Regions from separate parts of the Rattus norvegicus genome. Here region 2 is linked to region 1. Evidence: chromatin contacts called from public Hi-C data. All regions are on one chromosome and are shown on one strand. Each heading gives the region's core, a stretch centred on a gene start, on an enhancer-like site or on the middle of the called end of the contact. The rest is flanking DNA. Distances are from core to core; before and after follow the strand shown. Region 1 overlaps Maml3 (mastermind-like transcriptional coactivator 3). Region 2 has its middle 78 kb from the start of Foxo1.

Region 1 (4,493 bases), core at 1,711-4,210:
TTTATGAGTTTAATTTCATGACATTAAATATTTTTTTGTTCTGTTTTATACCTATGCTTCTTTAGAAACAAATTCTCTTGTGGAGTCAGGGGAGGATCTAGGCAAATGAAGTCTAATATATGTTTAGAGGATACAAAGTAGCATTGATACAGTCACAGACATTCAAATAAAAGCATTGCGATATATTACTATAGAGGGTTATTTTATATGAGCGAGAGGAATATATTGTATAATCATATCGTATCCATGTCTTGAAACACAGCCCTTTATAGTCAGGCACAAGGGAGAATATCCTCACCAAACTGCTCATGTATATGAGGTTTAAGGATATACAAATATTTGGCTAGGCTTAATAATTAAAATGATTAATTTCCCTTTCCCTATAGGATAGTGCTCGGTACAGAATTTCCTTTTATAAATAAACAAATAAAAAGATCACGTGGGGGGGGTTGCCTCATATGGGAGCACTAAAAGACATAAAGTTACATGTTGGTTTGAGCAAAATTGGTGTTTTGTGCTAAAATAGCTATGGCGGGTAACCTCTGCTAACTAAATAGACTTCTGTGTTGTGCATTATACAAACAATCAGAAACTGGAACACTTTCTTGTGTAACTCCACAGTGGGTGTTCACTAACCTAATGGGGATATATATATATATACACACACACACACACACTCACACACACACATATGTGTGTGTATAATGTATATATGTGTGTGTGCATGTCTATATGTGTGTGTATATATGTATATAATATCTCATTATGTAATGGAGGCTGGACCCCAAAACCTCTGTGAAACACTGTGTTTTAGGGACATGAGTTCAGTGACCATAGTTTGAGTAGCGTTCTGTGGACACACATCCTGATCAAGGTAGGCTCACCTGCCCATCATGACTGAATGGCAGAAAGAGCCTGAATGTGATATACTTCAGCCTCTCCTGTCATGCCTCGGCCTCCTGTTCTAATTCCTTGAGTAGCCTGCCCCCCATGTCTGATACTGTGTATGGTTGGGTTCATTACACACATCTTAACTTCTCATTTTCCGCAAATTAACCTTCACTTCAAAACTGTAAGTGACTAAACACTCTTTTCTCCCTTCACAATTAGCTACCATATACACTGCGGTATTCTTTGTTCAAGGGAGTATTGTGTTATTTTCTTTAATGCACTGCAAGCAAGTCCAAACATCTGTCTTGCATTTTGTAAAATACTTATTTTAGAGTGATTTATACCTTTGTGATTCTGAATGTTTTCCAGGTTAGCCTAAGACATTTTCATAACAATTAAGAAAAATCAATATATTGCTCCACCCTGTCTGGAGCCATGAGTACCTGTATGCGGGCCATGGGGACTAATACAGAATTTGCTCCAGTATGGAGTCATTGGGAAACATCAGCTGCTTCCTCATTCATGGTCGAAATGACTCATTTTCAGGAGTAGGAGGAAATGTAGTTGAGGAGGAAGATTAACTGTCCAACTTCCTAAGAAGAGGAGACCAACTGTGAGTGCATGTAACAATTGCTTATGTCCTATGTCCCCTCCTTCCTGAAGGCCATTTATCTATGATCGAGTCTCCCAGTTTGCTCTTTAAAGCATCATCATAGTGGAGGTTGCCCTCCACACTGGAGACTGAGGCAGGGGTGTCTTTACCAGTAGCCATAAGAGCACTGAACTTTCCGGTCCTGGCTTGTCTACTTTCCCAGTGACCTGGGATCAGTTCCCATATCTGGATAACCGGGGACAGTTAATTTAGGACAGTCTCAAGTGAGGCTTGGTCAGGGTACAGAAAGGAGTCCTGGATACCGTAATGTATCCAGGAGTCTGATACTGAAAGGGATATGATCTAAATCATGTTCCTGTCCTGTCACTTGTCAGCAATGTGACCTTGGGCCAGTGGCTTCACCTTGCCAAGCTGCAGAGGGCAGTAAAGCCTGCTGCAGGAAGATATAAGTGTGAAGTCTAGAGAAGGTAAGCCAGCACGCGGGCTGCTGCAAGTTCTTGTAAAGTTGGGACTTGTTTAGGGTGTGTTGTAGCAGCAGCTGGAGATCCTGCCTTAGGTTTCTTCTGAGACCCAGCCGCTGCTGGCAGAGAGAAGGAAGACAGCGGAGGGTACCACCAGGGGATGGATGAGTGGGGCTGTGCTTCCCATATCCTTCACGGTCTGAACCCCTCCTTTCTCTGACTTCCTGCTCCATGCTCCCCATCTGCCTCTTGATTGATTCTGCCTTCTCATTCATCCTTACGGCATCTCTGATCTCTTCCACAAAACTCTCCGGGTCCGAGGGCTGATAGTGAAGTCAATGCATGGGCCCTTTTGAAGACTGATTTGTGTAGAAGCTGTGGATGTTGATTGATCTCCACTCACAAACCCCTCTGTAAAACCACTAGCCAAGCATTTGCAGGTCCTCACTTCCCTGTAACCCTGTGGATGTCTGACAGAACATCGAGTACCCAGTAGGTGCTCAGTTGCAGGGTGTGGGGAGGTGAGGGTGAAGAAAGATGAATAGAGCCAGGGAACTCATCCATCCATCAGAGTCCCTCTGGTGGCTGTGAATGAGGAGTTGGGCTGGAAATGTGGGTATGATCTGGTACAGGAAGCAGGACAGTTGGACAGATTTGGGTCCTCTCATGGATTTACTTAGTACTGGCCATCCCTTCATATACTGTCTGTTGGCCAAATGGGGTGGTGAATTACATTTACAGAAAGCTCACCCTGAAATCGTAGTTATGGGGACAAATACATCAGACCCTCTGTTTCTTTTTTCTTATTCTGTATGAGCTAAGATGAGAAGCCAAAAAGATGGCAGTTTCTCTTCGACCTCCTGGGAGAGAGCTCTCTTTGGGAGGAATCGTGTCTCGAATGGAGGAATCACGACAGCTCCTGGGACCTCCCCCTGGTTTTTTTTTTCCGACCGAGTGGGTGGAACAGGAGCCGGAAGTGTCTGGTGGACGTGCCAGTGTTGAGGAACTCATGGCTGCTGTTTGATCACAACAGGCTATCTGTTCTTCCTCCCCCACATCCACCACATGGACTCATGTCTTAGACACGAACACATTCTTCAAATAACACATTCTGGAACATTCTTGCACCCCACCCCAGCCTGGCCAAGGACTCTCTGTTAATGAATGGGAGCTTTCTTAACTAATGATATTCTTGACCATCTGTCCAGCTGGTCACTGAGAACAGAAAGCAGACGCACGAGTTGCTTCTTTTTCATCGTGGCCCCATAAAATTAGAAATGTAAAGATTATCTCTTTCTCGAATCTGGAAAGAGCAAGTCTCTCAATGCATTTCATGAGAGATTTGGATTAGGTTGTTGTTGCTTTTGAAAGTATGGGTCCTGTGAGGGTTTGGATCTAGAGAAATGAATGCTTGCTTGTTTGTTTTCTCCTAGGTTAATATGCAAGCTGGTGTTTATTCTCATATACCACTTTGGATCTCTTGACATTAAAAGGAAGTAGACGTCTTGGTCCTCTGCTTTTTTTTTTTTAAGCATTAATTGAAAATGAATATTTTTCATGTAATATTCCGTTCACCATTGTTTCCCCTCCTCCTTCTCCTACTGGATTCTCCGTACCTCCCCCCCTTCCAATTCCATAACTTCTTTCTCTCTGTCTTTAGAAAACAAACTGGCAAATTAGAAATCAAAACAAAACACACAGCATGAGAAACGCATTCACACACACCTGCATGTACATGAATGCACACACACACACACACACACACACACACACACACACACACGCACACACACACACACCCCATACAAACTCAAAAGCAAAAGACCAGTAAGGTTACAAAAAATGTCCGAACAAAGCAACATGAGACCAAAAAAAAAAAAAAAATCACTCAAAATACCATTGAGTCATTTCCTGTTGGCATCGACTGCTGAACGTGGATGGAGCCTCCCCAAGTCTGTTCTGTATACCCAATGAGAGTCCATTTGTGAAGGAACACTAATATTTTTCCTTTGTGTGGCCCTCAATAGGAGATAGTGTCTTGGTTGGGGATGGGAGCTCATGTCCACTTCTCTTTTTCCCTCCCTCCCCACCTGGGCTGATCTTTTACTTAGCATAGATCCCTGAGCCCTGCTGACCTCCACTTTTAGCATGTGAATTAACAGGACTAGCTGGATGATCAGATATGAGGACCCATCTCTAGGTCAAGTTGTAGAATTAGGAGCTGAGGAAATGCTGGCCCCTGCAGGGCCTCTGAGAGCTGCAGATGTATCTCCAGGAATGGATCAGTGAAGTCAAGTGGATGGAATGAATCTGGGCAGGCTTGCTGTTTGCATAGGTGGAGTGACAGGAAGGAGGGTGGGGCCTAGGTACCTGTGTGCCCTACTCAACAACCATTGCAAGACAGTTGTTTGAGGTACCTCCTGATGGTGACAAGGGCCCAATAGACCGAGATGACTCCAGCAGAGGGGACTTGGGCAAGTGGAATGTGCTTGTCTGTGGGAAGCATGTAGTAGTTGTCAAAAGCACCC
Region 2 (4,123 bases), core at 1,347-3,846, 170 kb before region 1:
AATAGAAGTAAGAATCAATTCCACAAAGTTTTATTTTGACCTCAATACCTATGCCATAGCATACACACCCATCCACATATAAACAATAATAATATGAATGTGATAGATGATAGATGCATGAAATGTGATAGCTACAGATGGCCAATAGAGATAGATAGATAGATAGACAGACAGATAGATAGATAGATAGATAGATAGATAGATAGATAGATAGATAATCATACCAGGAGAAAATGGTCAGCACATATGATATATTATTATTTTACCGATTATGTAAAATGTGAAATGGAAGAAAGGAGCTGGGGAGATGTCTCAGCCAGGAATCCTACCGAGTCCAGACTCCCAGCAGTCACAGAAAAAGCTAACCCAGTGGTATAAGCACTGTAAATCCAACACTGACAGGATGGTCCCAGGGGCTTGCTAGCCAGACAGTCTAGTCAGATGGGTGCACTCCAGGCTTAGTGAGAGAACTTGTCTTCAAGAAAAATAAGGTGAAGTGATTGAGGAAGACAGCAGACACTAACCACAGAGAGAGAGAGAGAGAGAGAGAGAGAGAGAGAGAGAGAGAGAGAGAGAGAGAGAGAAGTGGGGGCAGCACAGGGACCACTCACAGGGTGTTTATCATGCACTGGGCTCTGGACAAAGTTCTGAACATATTCTGTTACTTTCAATTCTCACAATGGACTTATGGGAAGGACACTGGAGCAGAGAGGTTAAATAACTGGTCGGTATTCACACAGCTCAGGCTCCGTACTATTCAGAGAATTCTCAGATCACTCTCCTCCTCTTGAAACCCAAAAAAAGAAATGCAGAGGAGGGAGAAGTACCCCAATGAGCTGATTCTCCCCTAAGCTTACAGCTTCTCCCATAAACATTTGCTCTCAAATAAAGCCTATGTGCAGCTAAGTGAAAATCCTTTCCTGGCCTTCCAGAGGGACCGTGGTGCAAACAAATCGAAGATAAATCGGCTAAGCTTCAGACGTGGCCACTGTCGCCATCCCAGCAAGAGCATCCGTATTGACAGAAATCTCCCTAACTTAACCTTGGTACTGGGCTAAGCACAATTTATGCAGGTGATGAAAAGAGGAGCAAAGAGGCCTTCGAGATGTAAGACAGAAAGATAAACTGTCTTCCCTCAGTGGCCATTAGAACACTGCCCGTTTGATAAAGCCACCTGTGGCTCCTGGGGTCTAGGCTGGAGGCGCTAATTTCCTACCTGCCATACTCTGCTACTTGTAGATATTGAGGAGGAAAACGTCATAGATGTGTGGAAGGTGACACTATTGTCTTGTATTCCCACTGGGTGGTCCCCACTTTGCGAGAGTTGATAGGGGCAGAAGCCCACAGTTGAGTTCAGCTGGGAAGTGATGGAGGAGGAGCGAGTAGCGACATGCCCAGATCCTTAGATAGCACGGAGCAAGCCCCAGTGTGGAATGCTCACAGGGTGGAGGATTTTAGGCAGAGGACACACCTAGTTGCCTAAGGTGCCGCAGCTGCCCCATCCACTTGATTGCCTGACTCTGGTGATCGTTCTCAGGGCGGGGTTAGAAGCAGACCTCCCTTCCACCTTTCAGTAGCGTCTGACATCATGGTCATGGCTGAGTCATCTGCTCCACTACAAAGCCCGGAATCTGAGAGAGCAGCCAAGATGGTCTAAGGGGAACCAGCTAGGGCTCATCAGCCGGTCCGCACAGAGTCTCACAGACAGGAAGTTAGCACCTCCAGCCTGGACCCTAGGAGCCACAGGCGGCTTTATCAAACAGGAAGAGACAAAATGGGACTAAGATGGGACTGAAAATACAATCTGGACTGGCTGTCCCTGAAGGGTTGTCATCCACACGTGCTTCTGAAAGCCAATTCACAGAAAGGTTTCCCCACCCAGGGTGCCCAGTCAGCCCACTGTGCAGGTGCCAGTCAAGAAACAGGTCCAGAACTCCTGCCACATAGCTGCCCTTGGAAAGTAGGAAAAGCCCAGCTCTGACCTATGTGGAAGGATGCATGTTGGTTCTGGATGGGTACCATCCTTTTCTGGCATCAGACAAGGATGTATCCATGCAAGATATGATGTCGAGAGCAGCTGCTTTGGTTAGGCTTCACTCTCAGCAAAATGAGTGTCATGTCCCTGGAACTGCAGCTAGTCCATACAGATGTGAAGGGAATTGAGTCTAGTACATCTGTGGGCAAGGTAAGGCACGCCAAGTGGAGGTGCTGTGGAGACCTACTACAAACACGGACTTGTAAAAGTCGTAGGAAATCAGAACTGCATGAAGAAGACAGCCATATGCCAGAAGAACTGGACTTCCTGATCATGACTGCTGGATCTGACCAAGAGAGTTCTTTGGTTGCTGAATTCCATATTTAAATTTAGCCTGCAAATGAAAAAAAAAAGCAGTTTTTACAACTCTAAATACACTTTCTACTACTGAGAATGGTGATTGAAGCAAAAGTAAAAATAGCTGCTCACACCACGATTTGAGGAAATCTAAATCTGAAACGATCTTTTTTTTTTTCATTTGCATGCTACCAAATAAGGACATGGGGAAGCAGTGAGTCACCAAGATTCTAGCATTTACCAGACTGCAACATGAGAGGGAAGCACTCTCTAGGATGAGGCTTGGAGGCTCTGTGACTGACATCTGCCCCATCCCCCATGCGGAACCTTATGCGCCTACCTGAAAAAAAAAGGGCCCAATTTCTTTTTCTAATTCTTAGGGCAGTGTTTCAGTGAATAATATTCATGTTTCAGACTCTCGAGCCTATGGAATAGTGTCCCACATCTAAGGAACAACTCACAGATCTTTCAACCTCTGTTACCTCAGTTGATCACACTCGATTTGCACAGAATCCTTAAGGCACAGCATGAAGTTGCCACATAGACCATCACCGAACTGTGGATGTCTCTGCAGAGACAGGGTGAATCACCAGCTGGGAGGGGGTGGACGGAGGATGACACAAAGGAAAACAAGATTTAGAGATCTAGGCTCCCTGTTACCCTGTCACATGGTCCCTGCATAAACCAATGTTCTTAAAGTTCGAAAGCCCAACTGAAAGGTTCAGGCACTGCCTGCCAACCTGGTGTTTTCTTCCCCGGCTCTTGGAAGACAGTTTAAAAAGAGTTCGGGAATGTTCTGGTCTTTTGTTTGGAAATTTTTCCTGCTTGTTGACTAGTTGTCTGCGGACTGCGAGGTGGGTCTGTTTGCGTTAAACAGGCTGAACAATCTATAAAGCACACCGGCTGCTTTCGAGGCTGGCTTATTTTGGATGTGCAGAGACGTGTACTGAGTTGCTCATTTACGACTGAAACTCTTCTGTGCTCAGTGTGACACAGGAAGACTTTGAAGGCAACGGTAGCTGTTGTGGGATGTTCTTGCAAGGTGGTACAAGAAAAATGTCTCTGTTTCTTAGCACATGACCAACTGTGTGCATCTCCCCTAAGATTTTTATTATTACTACTACTACTACTACTACTACTACTACTACAGGGTCTTGTAAAGAAATTTGCATTACTGAAGCTTTTGGGGGAGCCACTTATCCCCTTTTATCAGAAGACCACCAAACAGAATCCCAAGCACGGAAGCCATTCCTTGTTCTTAATCACAGGAGTTCAAATCCTCTATCACAAGAGAAATAGTTTCTGGGGAGTTATGGATTGCTATAGCCAGTTTTACATATTATCATAACAAAAAAAAATGAAGAACCAAACAATGCTGCCCCCTTCATTGTGTAAAGGAGAAATAAATGGAGGGGACTGCCAGCGAGCTAGGAAGCCCTTTGGTCCCAACCCTTCCCTTATCGCCCATCTTCCTGCAAGGAAGCTCAATGGCTGCCAGAAAGGAGGAGACCATGACTGTGAGCTGGTCAGGTCAGGGGTTGCTGGGCATCAAAACAGCAAAAGGCAGGGGTGAGCAAAGCAGATTGGTCCTACCTTAAGCAGACCTGGTCCTGCCTTTTATCTCTAATTACTTGCGTGACTTTGGATAAGCACTTCACCTCTCTCATCTCTAAAATGACAGACTGGAGCTAAGTTCTCAGAGTCGTCTCCAACAACTCTAGTGGGGCAGCGGGTGTGTGTGTGTGTGTGTGTGTGTGTGTGTGTGTGTGTGTGTGTGTAGATTCTTTTATT

The links. Hi-C and Micro-C count contacts between places; a contact is called where the count stands out from the background.
Region 2: a contact with region 1 is called in a Hi-C map of the A7r5 cell line, with 5 times the contacts expected there. The contact joins two enhancer-like sites. A contact is called at or near these places in 4 of 12 Hi-C or Micro-C datasets (the A7r5 cell line, kidney, liver and 1 more).

What each region holds. Positions count from the first base shown.
Region 1 is chr2:138,210,453-138,214,945 of GRCr8, reverse strand. All of the region lies in intron 1 of Maml3 (mastermind-like transcriptional coactivator 3), which reads left to right. Among named protein-coding and RNA genes, the nearest start is that of Maml3, 76 kb to the left of the region's middle. Within about 2 kb of position 2,960, at least 12 of the 93 cell types and tissues checked have an H3K27ac peak or open chromatin away from gene starts, as enhancers often do. A contact at or near this core is called in the A7r5 cell line, where this site is marked.
Region 2 is chr2:138,382,419-138,386,541 of GRCr8, reverse strand. No RefSeq gene overlaps it. Among named protein-coding and RNA genes, the nearest start is that of Foxo1, 78 kb to the left of the region's middle. Within about 2 kb of position 2,596, at least 26 of the 93 cell types and tissues checked have an H3K27ac peak or open chromatin away from gene starts, as enhancers often do. A contact at or near this core is called in the A7r5 cell line, where this site is marked.